3 separate regions of the Mus musculus genome follow, and all the other regions are linked to region 2. Evidence: chromatin contacts called from public HiChIP or PLAC-seq and Micro-C data. All regions are on one chromosome and are shown on one strand. Each heading gives the region's core, a stretch centred on a gene start, on an enhancer-like site or on the middle of the called end of the contact. The rest is flanking DNA. Distances are from core to core; before and after follow the strand shown. Region 1 has its middle 30 kb from the start of Hoxc13. Region 2 overlaps Gm36560 (a long non-coding RNA gene). Region 3 holds the start of Hoxc13 (homeobox C13).

Evidence for each region. HiChIP or PLAC-seq counts read pairs in DNA pulled down with a chosen protein or histone mark. Hi-C and Micro-C count contacts between places; a contact is called where the count stands out from the background.
Region 1: a CTCF HiChIP or PLAC-seq map of the NIH/3T3 cell line shows a contact between it and region 2, with 11 read pairs. The contact joins two enhancer-like sites. A contact is called at or near these places in 1 of 15 datasets of contacts at CTCF or cohesin (the NIH/3T3 cell line), 10 of 484 Hi-C or Micro-C datasets (the 3T3-L1 cell line, the C2C12 cell line, LSK cells and 5 more), 3 of 115 datasets of contacts at active chromatin or transcription factors (all in embryonic stem cells) and 1 of 9 other capture datasets (embryonic stem cells).
Region 3: a Micro-C map of muscle stem cells shows a contact between it and region 2, with 2.7 times the contacts expected there. The contact joins the promoter of Hoxc13 here to the enhancer-like site in region 2. A contact is called at or near these places in 6 of 39 promoter capture datasets (the 3T3-L1 cell line, the C10 cell line, HPC-7-derived erythroid cells and 3 more), 1 of 15 datasets of contacts at CTCF or cohesin (the NIH/3T3 cell line), 5 of 484 Hi-C or Micro-C datasets (the G1E-ER4 cell line, embryonic fibroblasts, embryonic stem cells and 2 more), 10 of 115 datasets of contacts at active chromatin or transcription factors (embryonic limb bud, embryonic stem cells, forebrain and 3 more) and 2 of 9 other capture datasets (adipose tissue and pancreatic islet).

Annotation. Positions count from the first base shown.
Region 1 is chr15:102,888,945-102,893,616 of GRCm38.p6, reverse strand. No RefSeq gene overlaps it. Among named protein-coding and RNA genes, the nearest start is that of Hoxc13, 30 kb to the left of the region's middle. Within about 2 kb of position 2,541, at least 7 of the 459 cell types and tissues checked have an H3K27ac peak or open chromatin away from gene starts, as enhancers often do. A contact at or near this core is called in the NIH/3T3 cell line and tail fibroblasts, where this site is marked.
Region 2 is chr15:102,799,925-102,804,594 of GRCm38.p6, reverse strand. The region is part of intron 6 of Gm36560 (a long non-coding RNA gene); the gene reads right to left. Among named protein-coding and RNA genes, the nearest start is that of Gm36560, 48 kb to the right of the region's middle. Within about 2 kb of position 2,159, at least 59 of the 459 cell types and tissues checked have an H3K27ac peak or open chromatin away from gene starts, as enhancers often do. A contact at or near this core is called in the NIH/3T3 cell line, muscle stem cells, pancreatic cancer cells and 1 more, where this site is marked.
Region 3 is chr15:102,918,088-102,922,683 of GRCm38.p6, reverse strand. Hoxc13 (homeobox C13) reads right to left here and starts at 1,553. Exons shown (of 2, transcript NM_010464.2): 1 at 767-1,553. The coding sequence starts at 1,496.

The sequences.
Region 1 (4,672 bases), core at 1,292-3,791, 89 kb before region 2:
GGGTGGGGGGAATTTTCTCAGCTGAGCCTCCTTCCTCTCTGATGACTCTAGTTTGTGTCAAATTGTCACGTGCCACCAGCCAGCACATGTTAGGCAAACATTCTGCTAACCGCCACATTGCCAGTCCAAGGAAAACCTCTCCTCACACATCTCTCTGCCTCCTATTACCGTTTTTTTTTTTTTTTTTTTTTTTTTTGTCTCTTCAAAAGCTATTCTACAAAGCCAGAGAGATGGCTCGCTGGGTAAAGTGCTTGTGGCATAAGCATGGGGGTCTGAGTTTGGATTCAGCGGTGTCAGTGGGTCTCTGGTGGGAAGTAGAGGCAGGTGGATTCTGAGGGTGTGCTGACCAGCCTGTCTATCTGAAAGGATAAGCTCTAGGTTCAGTAAGAGGATAAATGCTAGCCTCAGGCTTTCACACAAGCATGCAGGTGACTGTGCACCTGCACACACAAGTGAATGTATAAAACAATAAATGCAATTAAAATGATCTATTCCAGAACAACATTATTTTTTTTTAGGAGAAAATCCATTAGGAAAGAAAAGAACAAAGCATCATCGAAAAGATAGATAAATTTGGCTATGCCAAAAGCTTGTTTCCTGTTTTGGAGAGCACAGAGTGCTGGCGGGGTAGGGAGCTCTAGGGATGTGGGTGTGGGTGTCTCACACACACCAAGTGTATGCCGGCCATTAAGCCTCATCTCCTGCCCCAAATTTGTTTTTCTTAAAGGTGTACTTACAAAGTGAGATGACCGATCACCAGGTAGAAGACAGTAGCTACTCAATGATTTATAAAAGATTAGTACACAGAGTATGTGAATAATTGATTCTAAACACCAGTAAGAAAAAAACAACCCAAACAGCCTAAAAATGTGCCCAACCAGAAAGAGATTAGCATTTGAGTAGAAACCCAGATGGCGGGGAAAAAAAAAAAAATCCCAAAAGACACTTGAATTTTCTGCTCAAAAAAAAAAAAAAAAAAGTCAATTGAAACAGCTATCAGATTGGCAAGCTTTTCAGGTGTTATGAGTGGGCAGAGAGACTAGAATCTTGCACACACTGAGAGCACGCATTTGGTGGTATGGCCACTTTGGAGTGATTAACTCACTGATTCTAGCAAATTAGAAGCAACTTAAGACGTGCATATTCTACTGTTCCACAATTCCATTCAATTTTTATTTATCAACTGCTAAGTATGTAAATTTCACCACCACACCATTATTTAAGCTGTGGTGTGCAGCAGTGATGACAGGATGTGAACTGCTGAGGGACAGATCTCTAGAACTTTATGTTGTGTAAAACTGAGACCCATCTATTGAACAAGATAACTATTAGTCCTCACAGGTCTGCTAACCACTGTTTCTTTCTTTAAGAGTTTGACAAGTTTAGAGAGTTCACAAGAGTCACATGCTATTTGTGTGTGACTGGCTTATGTCACTAGGCGCAATATCTTCAGGCTTCACTTAGATGACAGGGCCTTTTTATGATCAAGTAACATTTCATTACATGTATATGTCATTCTTTATGCATGTATCAGTTGATAGGCATTAGGTGCTTCCCCTTTTGGCCACGGTGAACAAGACTGAGGATGCAAATATCTGCTTTTGTCTAATCTTCCGGATAAATAACCAGAAATGAGGTCCCTAGGTCATGTGGCAATTCTAGTGAAAATTGTTTGGAAATGGCTGAGGAGTGGACTCAGGGCCCCACACAGGCTAGGCAAGCACTCTACCATGTGTTATGCCCTCAGCTTTATTTTATTTTTAATTTTTGAGAAACCTAAATACAACTTTTCATTTATGGCTTTATCTCTTTATATTCACATTTTTCAGTGCACGGGGGCAAGTTTCTCCATATCCTCACCAACACTTGTCTTTAAAAAAGTGTTAGTTTACTTATGTGTATTGGAGAGTATGCATATAGGTGCCTTCCTCTTCCTGCCTCTTCCTCCAGAGGGATCTCCTGGAGGCAGAGTCACAGGTGGGTGTGAGCAGCTAGATGTAGGTCCTTTGCAAGAGCAGCGGTGCTCTTAGCTGCTGAGCCACCTCCACTTTCCCAGGTCCCACTTGTGGCCATCGAGTGCGAGGTGCTGGATCTTTGTGGCTTTCAGATATTTGATGGTTAATGACCCAGAGCAATTGCGTCCACTTGCTGGTCATCTATGTGCCTTCTTATGTGCCTTCTCCGGCCAGATAAATCTCTACCTCACTTCTCTGCCCATTCTCTTCCCCCTACCCCCGAGAGAGGGGATAGGTTGTTTTGTTTTTGTTTGTTTGTTTGTTTGTTTGTTTGTTTGTTTTTTGGTTAGTTTGTTTCTCATTACGGATGGTTGTGAGCCACCATGTGGTTGCTGGGATTTGAACTCATGACCTCTGGAAGAGCACTCAGCGATCTTAACCGCTAAAACATCTCACCAGCCCCTCTGCCCACTCTCAACTGAGGTTGCTTGGGTTTGCTGTTGAGTTGTGAGACTTCTCCAGAGATTTTCAGAGCTGACCCTTCCAGATACTTGGCAACACCCTCCAATTCTACAGGCCACGTGTTTGCTGCATTGCTCATTTCCTGTGCTGGGCAGGTCTGAGTTTTGCTGTGTTTTCATGTGTCTGTCTTAGCTTCTGTGAGCTAAGCTTCAGGTGTCAAGAGTCAAGAGTCAAGGAGTAACTCTCAAATCCAAACTCAGGAAGCTTTCCCCTGTACTCCACTTTGGGAGCAGGAGAGTTTTGTTGTTTTGGGTCTTACATTTGGGTCATGGACATGTTTTCAGCATTTCAATAGTTTTTGTTTCTGATGGTGCTGGCAATTGAACCCAGGGTCTGGCCATGCTAGGCTAATGGCCTTTATACCACTGTATTATCTCTAGTCTAGGCCCTTAATCTTTGTTTTCTTTTTTTGTGCTTTCTCTTCCTATATCCCTCCCTCCTCCTTCCCTCCTTTCTTTTTAAAGACAGTCTTGCCCAGGATGGCCTCCATCTTGTAATCCCCCAGCCTCATCCCTCTAAGTGTAGGGCCGCAGGGATGTGCCACGATGTCCAGTTCTAGTTAAGACTCGTACACAGAATGTGCTAAGAGTCCAGCTTCTTTGTCTGGACTGTGAAGATGTCCAGTTTTTCCAGCACCGCTTGCTGAAGAGATGAATCTTTCTCTATTAGGGATTCCTGGCACCTTCTTTGAGGACCTCATGACCTTTTATTTATTCTTCTCACTGGATTGTCCTAGCTAAAACTCCCAGAATGGACACTCTTGCCTTGTTCCTGACATTAGAGAGAAAGCCTGGGGAGGGAAGGGGTGTTCAGCACTGAACAAACACTATCTGTGGCCAACTGGACTATTTCTTGACTGGAGCATGGTTAAGTAGATTGTAGTTTAGTCATTTCTTCATAACACATCAATAAAAAAGAACTGCAGTCTATGAACATTAAGAAAAATGGCAAAATGTTGAGAGAAAAAAAGCAACTTATTAGAATATATTCATCATCATTGATATGTGTGTGTGTGTGTGTGTGTGTGTGTGTGTGTGTGTATTTTTTACAAGAGTTCAGATATATTTTGAGCCATATAGGATCTTGGCTAAGGACTATATGTAACAGAGCATCCTAAACTGCTAGTGTTGGTAAATGCAGAAAGACAGTAGAATAGAAGTTTCCTCCAGAGGGGGAGAAAATAAACATAATTAGTATGGGACACAAAGGAGGCTTTGCCATCTTAACAACAATTTAGTTCTTAAGCGAAGGTATTAGGCACACAGGAGTGTTTTACTTATTTTATCTTATATTTCCATTACATATGCTTCCTCTGTATGAAATATCTGAAGACAATAAATAGAAAGCGTTCACACACCCAACAGAATTTCTCAAGCATACTACGCATCAGTCCCTGTGGAAAGAGCCTGAGAGGAATAAGCATTAAAGCAAAGAGAAAAGAAGTATTTCTCAAGCTAGGGGGTGGAAATATCAACAAATATTCCAGCCAATGGGATTTCAGTAAACCCACACCTAATCCTATCGGGCATGAGCCACAATGACTAGGAGAGCACTCTCGACCTGTGGGCCAAGAATGGCATGGTATTTATAATAAGCTTCCTGTTAACGATGCTAGGCAAGAGACAATGATGTGGACAGTCTAAGAGACAGGCTTACACACTCAACCAGGTGGACTCTATTGGGAGGATGCAGACAGATGCCAGCCAATAATAGCCAATAATAGTTTATACAATGCATCAATCAACCCAAATAACAGAAAGCGTCAATGCCACTGGCATTTGTCTTTGGAGGACCTTATCCCATGGGTGTAGTGTAGTCACTTAAGGTATTTTTATCTTAAAAACTTTAAAAATTGTGTGTGTGTGTATGTGTGTGTGAGAGAGAGACAGAGATGGGAGAGACAGAGAGAGACAAAGACAGAGAGAAAAACAGAGACAGCGAGACAGAGACAAAGAGTCAGAGAGCCAGAGATAGAGACAGAGAGCCAGAGACAGACAGAGACAGAGACAGACGGATGCACTGGTATGCATGCTCGTGTGCATGTACAATGGCGTGTGTGTGGAGGTCAGAGAACAACTTTCAAGGACCAGTTCTCTCCTTCCATCACGTGAAGCCTGGGAATAGAACTCAGGTCTTCAGGCTAGGGGGAAGATGCCTTTCCCCACTGAGCCATCTCACCAGCCTTCTCTCGGGCA
Region 2 (4,670 bases), core at 910-3,409:
GCCTCTATTCCTCTACTTCTCTACTCTTTCTCTCTGCCTTTTTCTGCCTCTACTGCCCTCTTCACTCTCCTCCCCATGAATAAACTCTATTCTATACTAAAAAAAAAAAAGTGAAAATAAATGAATGAATATATATATATATATATATATATATATATATATATATATATATATGAACCAGGCCAATGAGAGACCCTAGCTCAAAAATAAAATAAAAATGAATGGCACCTAAACAATGAGACCTGAGGTTTCTTCTGACTTTTACAAACACACACACACAACACACACACACACACACACACACGAAAGAAGCCTACCAGCCCCAAAGGTGAGCTCCCTTTAGAGCCTCACCTGGGGATTGTCTTTTTCTAAACCTCCCCAAGCCAAACTTTTCCATCTGAGCCTCCAAATCCTTAGCAAAAATGCTGGCTCCTTGAAGCTTAGGATGGCTCCAGCACTTATGGCTGAAGACACCTGTGCACTTGTGAAGTGTAAGGAAAGCCCACTGGAAAGCCATATTGGATCACAAAATTCTTGTGCCAAAAGATTGATCTTTTGACTTATTCTCCAGTCAATTTTTCCTTCACTTTAAAGCCCGGAATACCCAATGCCCCCCTCCCATCTAGCTCATTCTCCCCTTTGCTATTTATAAAAGGCTCACATCTTCCTCCCCACCCTACCCCCTTGCTAGTATTCAGTTTGGTGGAAACACTCTAGCTGTCCAATTCTTGAAGAAGGGACAGTGTCCCTGAGCTCCCATGAGTGCCTGGCGTGTGCCGTGGAGCGTGAGATGGGATCTCTGTTATCTCAGCGTCGTTACAAATGGAATAATTGGTCATAAAAATTATGCAGCCTGTTGGAAAAGAAATAACACACGTGCTCATTATAGATTCCTGAGATAGCTTCTCCTCACTAAAATTTTATGTTTTTCCCATTTACCAGCTATCACCAATATACACCCCCAATCTCCAAGTTCCCCAAATCGGGACAACCTTAGAAAAGAAGCCTAATAAACAATACGGGCTTAAAGTCACAACCTTACCACAAATTTTGCTCAACCAAAGCAACCCAATGTGACCTAAAAGTGAGTTCAGAAAAATGCATATTCTTTCTCTCACCAAGGAACTGCAAATGAGTTAACTTATCATACTCTCTGAACCAGAAGGGTATGATTCCTTCACATTCCCCCCTCCTCAGCCTCTACTGCACTTCCATGAAGTGGACACAGAGGAGGGGGCCACCTCTCCTGGCTTGCAAGGAGCCCTCCACCAGGTGAGAAGAGTGGACATGTTGAGGGCACAGAGACACTGAGTGTTCTAGCAGTAGTTTAGGGTCAGCATTGGTATGACCTACGGGAGCAAGACATCTGACTACAGATGATGTAAGCAATCTCATGCCAGCCCTAGATAAGACACCCAGGACCAGATCACAGCATGCGGCAGACTTCAAAGGATTGCTCCTAAGGGTGATAACCTTGGACATGACAAGGGACACTCGTGGGATCTTTTGCTCAGACTGTGGTATCTCGGGTCTCTGCTCTAGAGACCACTGTTATTAGAACAAGAAACACATCGCCTCACCAATAGAGCCTCCACGCAGAGACCCAAGGACCAAGAAAAACAAAGCATGACTCTAGGCAAAGAGACATTTTGTGTACATTATTTTCCCACACAACAGTCCACAGCCCTCTCAAGGTTGTCCTAAAACACCTTGTTCTTCAGTTACTGCATAGCCCCTAAAAACAAAACCTACACAAGTAGATCTTGGATCCTGGCATCCTCTTTTGAAGATGAGAGAGGAGGGCCAGGCAAAAGCCCAAGAATTCAAACTCGCAGCACTAGCTAACCTTTGCCTCCATGGGACACAGCTCTCTAATACCTGAGACTAGAGGAAGATGCTCCCACTCCTGTGGATCCCCAGAAAGAGAAAGAACAAAAAAAAAAAAAAAAAACAGGAAGGCTGGCTCCGAGCCAAGCAGACTCAGACTGGCTCCAGTTTTTCCCAGCTGTGGACTCAACTTCTTGGAGTGAGACTGGATGATTGCTATGCGAAGAACAGGTTTGACTCCCACACCCTGTCTCCGCTCTCCATGCCCCTCCTCGATCCCTTTCAGTGGAGTGAGGAAGAAGGAGAGAATTACACTGGCTCCTCAGCCTTTCCCAGCTACAGTCAGCCCTCCTACAAAGGATGAGTCAGCACCAGCCATGGAGACAGAAACCAACCGCTGAGAGCCCGGCTGGGTTTTGAGACAAGCACCACTGACTGACTAGACATGGTCAGCCAACTTCCAAGTGAATTTTAGGGACCTGAATCTCCGTTCTGCCTCAGTAAGAAGCAGACAGTTGGGGACCTTCTCCTTATGTGAGCCTCCTGCCTTGCTCATGAGAATGGAGGCTCCTGGGCCTTCTCAGCTTCTCTCTAGGCCTTTCTAGGCCATTCTCTCAGAACCCCAGGAAGTCCAAGCATACAAAATACTGTTCTTTCCCTCCTCAACAATATCCATGCCATCTGAATCTAGGCTACAGGTGTTGATTTTTTTTTTTTTTTTTACTTATAAACACCTGCAAAATAAATTACTTATCACTCTCTTGTGGCCGTGTTTCTTAGGCTTCAACATGCACACTATAATCTGGAGGTCTTGTTAAAATGAGAATTACTGTTCAGTAAGTCAGGGGTGGAGCCTGGGACTCTGCACTTCTGACAAACTCCTCAGTGATGTTAATGTTGCCAGGACATGGACCACAGTTTGAGCACTGAGGATCTAGAAAAAGAGAGCACTGAACTGGGGACTCTTCTTGGCTGAGAAGGAAATAAGATAAATAAGAACAGCCTGACAAGCAATCCAGCTGAATATGTGTGTATGCGGGGAGACAACAAGGTCATCACATAGCAGTTGGGGCATTTGAGGATGCCGATAAGAGGGTCTCTTAAAGCAGGACAAATTAGGAATGGGATATGAAAATGAGGACCAACCGAACCAAGAGGAAAGTGGGGTGGACCATACCTAAGGATCAGATGGGAAAAGATGACTTACATGAGGGCCAGGCCCCAGAACTGCCTCTCAGAGAGGAACTCCAAACCAAGAAGTGACAGGAGCCCATCAGAACAAGTCTACAGAGGCCAAGTGGAGAGGATTCTCAGGATTTATCAGAACTACATAATGTGGTCAGATGATGCTAAGGAGCTGAGTGAGTTAGAGGAAGGGTGCCAAGGACGGCAGCAAGGGGGAGCCAGGAGGTAGTGTAGTAAGTACGGACTTTGATCTTGGGAAGATGAGACCATTCAAGAGACCGCTGTGAGTGTGCTTGATGCACTTCTAAACACTGGTTAAGATGGCACGTTTCACACTGTGTCTGTCTTACCACAAAAATGCTACAGCGAAGGCAGGAGCCCTAGGAAGACGGCACCACCATATAAAAGGATGAAAATCCAAGCCCATTTTAATGCTGAGGACATGGTTTTTAAAGATGATCCTCCTGAGGCAAAAACAAACCCCGGAGCCTCCTCTTAATCCCTGCTGATGCTGCTCAGCCTCTTAAGGATGGGGGGACATTACAAATGGGTTTCTGTTGTGCCTCTGAGCTCCACCAGTTCATACTGAGTCATTAGCCCAGCTCTGCAAGTATCAGGCATGAGTCTCCTCGCTCAACAGCCTGTACATGAAAGAACTGGCCACCGACAGAGAAAGCCAAGCTCTTAAAACGCCAGGCTCCAAGTTCTTGGGAACATGGCTTCCATAAGGATATCGGGGAGATGCAGGGTTGAGCTGAAATAGTCAAAAATAAAATAAACTATGCACCTAGCCAACACAGGGAATGAATGGGGAGAAAATTGAGAAGATGCATGATTGGGCAAGAAAAGGGGGTGAAAACAATGGAAAACCTGGGGCTGGAACTATAACTTGGTTGGTAGAGTACTTGCCTAGCATGCACAAAGCCCTGGGTTCAATCACTAACACCATATCAAACCATGATGACACATACCTGTAACCTCAGCCCTGCCTCAAAAAAAAAAAAAAATCTATAGCAGTATAATGCATAAAAGTTTCTACCAAGCCCCAACTGTGACAAAATAGGCTTGCTTTAAAGGATGAGCCTCAAACTAGATGCTTGGGGGGGGGGGGAAGCCCTGACAATATTTCAAGGCACTCAGAAAGAATTCGGGAAAGAAACTACTTCAGGCAGCCAGGAGGCAGGGATAGGAGAGAGGACACTCCCGGACAGTCAACCAGCATCCTGACACCCGTTGTGTGGATACATCCAATGGAAAAACAGGAGTGTCTGAGACCCTTCTGCAGCCCAGCCATCAGGGTTAGCTCAGCCATGATCCCAAACAGCTGGGAGGAGGCTAGCCTTTCATCATTGGATCCGGGAATGTTCCTGGTCCTTGGGCAGCATCTGCCCCTACTCTCTGCCTCCACCCTCTGTAGCTAATGGAGTGAATCCAGCCAGCTGCTCTCAAGTTGTTAGTAGGAACAGGGCTTGATGACATTTTCTGACTCAGGGAGCCTTGTTAGACTTAATTTCAATTGGAAATCCATCATGCAGGATCAAGCACCACTACCGCTCTCCCATGTAATCCCCAGACTCCTCCCGGATCATCACGGCAATGTCTGACTCCAAGGACGATGCTCTGAAATAGAGGACGTTCTCCTATGGCTTGTATTCTCA
Region 3 (4,596 bases), core at 304-2,803, 120 kb before region 2:
CTGCCTCTCCCACCTCCCATTTTAGAACCCCTTTCTCTGTCTGGAATGCCAGTAAATCTCACTTGGAGGATCTGGCAGTGGATTCACAGGATTAAAACTGTGTACCAGAGCGGCAAAGAAAAAAATTGCATTCCAGGAGAGGATTCAAATCTTACACATTCCCTCTACAGAGATTTTTAAAAATCTCTTCTGTGCTCTTATAAAACATTCATGGTTAAATTTAAAAAGAAAAAAAATTGTACATTTCTATAGGCTCTGGAGAATTAGATCCCCATTTTAATGCTATAGTATCTGGTGGTTGACAGCTCCTGAAAACTCGGGCAAGGTAAAGGTTCTTATACTCTCCCCAAATCCCAACTATCCACTGGGTTGAGGGTTTTGGACTAAGTTCCAAGACACCAGAGGCCCAACCCCAACCCATTCCTGGCTGGAAGCGGATTTAGGGGCCAGGATCCCTGAATGAGGCTGGAGCAGGCTGGGGGAGGAGGAGGCGAGCTCCCGACCAGAGCCGAGCCGAGCCGGCGCTCGGGCGCCTCTGATTGCTTCACTCTGGACCCGGCAGCTCCGGGGAACGTGTCGGAGCAGATTTCTTCCCCAGCGCATTCCTCAGCATAGCTCGCCCGGCCGGCTCCATCGACAGCCTAGCCGAGCCGGCGCGCCGGGGCCAGACGGCGGGGGTGGCTGAGGCGCGGAGCCGCGGGGCAGGCAGGGCGGGGAGGGGTCCCTGGCGGCGGCGGCGGCGCCGCCGCTCAAGCCCCTTCCTTACCTGGGAAGGGAGACTTCCAGAGGTGGGCGGACTGCGACTGCTCCTTGGAGCAGTACACCTGACTGTCCCAGCCATTGGAAAGAGCCCAGTGCTGGTAGCCTTCAACAGGGATGAGCGCGTCGTGACGCGGCTCCGGGTGCCCGCTGATCCCAGGCACCACCGACACGTCCAGGTAGCCGGGCATTGCCTGGTAGGAGCTGGCGAAGCTGGGGTAGAAGGCGAACTCCTTAGCCCTGGAGGACAGGTCGTCACCAGGCAGCGCGCCCGACGGCTCTGGGTACTTGTCCCCCGGATGGTAGGCGCAAGGCTTCTGCTGCAGGTTCACGTTGTGCGACAGGCGGCAGCCGTAGTAGCTGCCCCCAAATGGGTAACCATAGCCCAGGGTGGCGCTGGACGAGGTGGGGGGCGCCGGCGGTGGGGCGCATTGGCGCGCCGCCTCCGGGGCTGGGATGTCCGTGTAGACGGCGCCCTGAGGGGCACCCAGAGGAGCCGGCGGGCGGGCCAATACAGGGTGCGGGAGCAGGTCGCGGCAGTGGCTGGCCGGGCAGCTACCGCCCAGCCCGTCCATGCTCGGGGCTTTGCCGGGGCTCGCTCCGCTGCAGCCACCCCCCGCGCCGCCCGCGCCGCCGCCTCCCCCGCCGCCGCCGCTGCCGCTCTCCGCCGCGCTGTCCTCATAGACGTACATAAGGCTCTCCGGCCAGCGCGGGTGCAGGAGCAGCGAAGTCGTCATGACATGATCTGCTCCAGCTTTTTAAAAACTCCACTTGCCAGAGGCAGCGAGCTAGGGAGACACCTCGCTCTCTTTTTCCCTCCCCCATCCCTCCTCCCTTCTCTCTCTCTCTCCACCCCTCCCCTCCTCCCCCCGCCACCCCCCCCCCCGGTGCTTCCCCCTCCCTAGCCGCATTCCCACTACGCATGCGGACACACTTCATTAAGAAATCCGGCGACTCCCGCCCTCCTCACCATAGCACGCCCCTGGTTCCCACGTGACCACAGCCGCTGCACGTGATGCTAAGCCTGGGTCTCCTGGGGTTCCCTCCCCGGGAGATGGGGCGGGGCGGAAAGAAATGAGAACTTTGTTGATTGGCTCACTGGAAAGGAAAAGGAGGAGAGAGCTGGGAGATTTAAAGGGACGGGCAACGCCCCCTAGGCAAGCCTTGTTAGGGGAGGGGGGCAGAGAGGCTTAATTTGGCCGACGCAAAGGGACCTAGGGAGAAGAGGATGGCTCCTCCTCCTAGGCTCTGGACTGAGAGACGCTGAGAGGCTCCGGTTCTCAAACAGATGGCTTTGACTACCGAAGTCTCTAAATTGGGGCTTGGAGCTGAGAATGGAGGCAAACCTGGAATTTTAGTAATAATAGTAATAGTAATAATAATAATAATAAATCTAGCTAGGAAGGCTCCAGCTGTGGCAGTCAGCTCACGGCGGACAAGGACCTCACCGAGCCTTTGGTGCCGAAACCAGAGTCTCAAACTCCGACCTCAGAGGCTTTCCCCAAAGCCCCAGTTTGTCTGGAAAAGGGCTCTCTCCTGTATCAGACATGATTGGGCGATTGGATTTCCCAAATGCAGACTTCGTCCCGATGTGGGGAGAGAAATGATGAAATACACTCAGCGAGAAGCAGAGGCTAACGGAGAGGGGCAGAAGGACAGATTGCCATTTCAGCATACAAAAGGGATACCGGAGACTCCCCCCGCCCCCACTCTCAAAGAAACAGAAGCAGATTCTGACTGAGCAAAAGGAAAGGCCGGGATGCTTGCAAGAGTCTCTTTGGGTTCACACAAGGAACTGTAGAAAGCAGAGAAAACCTGCCGCTCTTTAAAGGGACTTCTGACAGGTGCAACTCCAAACATACAAGTACAAGACCACCCCCCCTCCTCAATGGCTTGGGCTGATGGGGTGATAAGCGCTAAGGAGCCAGGCAGCTTAAGTTTAAGCTGCCTTATTCCCAGTTTCCTTTCAGGATCACTCTTGTTCAGGCAGAGTACTTAGATCCCGAACTGTCTTCTATGTCAAGAACAAATTAGCACCAAGTTACTGATTTTTATAACACTCACTTTTTTCTGCGCCCCCCCCCCCACTGGTTAGGGCCTCAGTAGAGTCACCCCTTTGCAGAGGGGCATCTCCATGGAATTGTGCCAAGCTCCCTTTCACACATACCCCTCCCTGAGGAGAAGAAGTAATAAAGAGCGAGCGAGAGAGCAGGAAAAAAATAATAAAGAGGGAGAGAGGGGGGCTGCGGTGTCTCTCTCCTTCTTGCCTCTGCCACACGTTTTAAATGCTGGGTGCTGATGTTCACACAGACTCTCAACTGTGAACACCCATCAAGACTAATCCTAGACCTTTCAATTGGAGGCAAATGTTGGAGCCTGCCTCAAGACCCCTAAAGGAGGAAGGTGGTCTCTGACGGTTGACAGCCCCAGGCCCTGGTGAGTCAGGACAAGAAATGGAATTTTTGTCAGCATGGTCGGTCTTCATCCAGAAGTGAGTCCTCCTCGGAGTTTTGAAAGCAGGCTTTGTACTGGGATGGCAAAGAAGAAAAATACAAAAGAAGCTTGAAACCCTGGCAGATCAGCTTATCAATGTTTGTGGGGTGGGGGTGGGGGTGGGGGAATGATGGTTCATCAGGGAGAATAAGCCAAAGGGAAATCTTTGAGAGTCCTCTGGGCTCGGAGACAGGCTACCCTGCTGCTGGAGTCCAAGGTCAAGGTAAAAAAACAAACAAACAAAAATACAAGGAGAACAAACAAGGTCTGGCCAAGTCTAGACTGGGTCCGGTGAACTTGGCCCCCTTGCCTAAGGCTGGCTGAGAGGGTTGGGTGGCCAGGAGGACTGTGGGTTTTCTTAGCAGTGGGTAGTAGAGATTGTTTCTCCTCCTGTGAAGTGCTGTGCCCCCATTGAGAACAGGGAAGTAGGCCAAGCTGTGGGGCCGCTAGGAGAAACAAAGGACCTGGGAGAGCCTTTCCATTCCAGTGGCTCCCTTCCTAGAGAGGCCTAAATACCAGGCACGGTCTGATACTCAAATACACTTCCCCCAGCCTTTGAGAGTAGAGGCCAGAACTGTGAGAAGGATGGATCTAGGTATAGGAAGGCCCCACAATAAATAACGTTAATGCTATATTCTTTTTTCAGGTTTATATAAGGACATTAACTATTACTATTGCGATGAGATATAGATTTAATTAACCCAGCAACTTTACAATTCCATTTATTAGGGGCAGTTTTCTGCCAAAATTTAGCGGGAAGAAGATACTGGGAAACAAAGTCTCTTTTTTGCAAAGGACCAGATGAAGATGTAGGTACTCAAAGCAACGCGGGGACCTAGGAGGCCATGAGGGGGAAAGTCCGGGTTAAGGACGCTGAGAGCGGGCGATGGTCACACTCCCTTGAGCTTGATTCCCCAAGACCTTCCGTGCCTGCTACTCTCTTCTGCCCACAAGGATCGCGGAAGGAGGCATGCATAGAAGAGCCTGTGTGCGGATAGGATCGTGGAAAGTAAAACCTTGCAGGTTAATTAACTTTAAGCGTGGGGTCGCTTTTCCCAGTACCCTGAAAAAACCTGTGTATCTCGCTGAGACACAAGTAAAATCAAATTAAACACTCCAGGAGAATACGCATCACTGGAAACGTAGTAATTACATCTCATTTCGGAGGCGATTCACACCCTAGAAGCCTGGCTCTGCAACCTCTGGTTGAAACTCTCACCCTGCTCACCCCGCACCATTTTGTCACACCTCGATCTCCCCACTTCAAGGATGGTATGGTGGGGATTGGCCCAGGATGAAGTTTAGAGAAAAACAAACAAAACCAAACAACTCATAAGTGAAGCT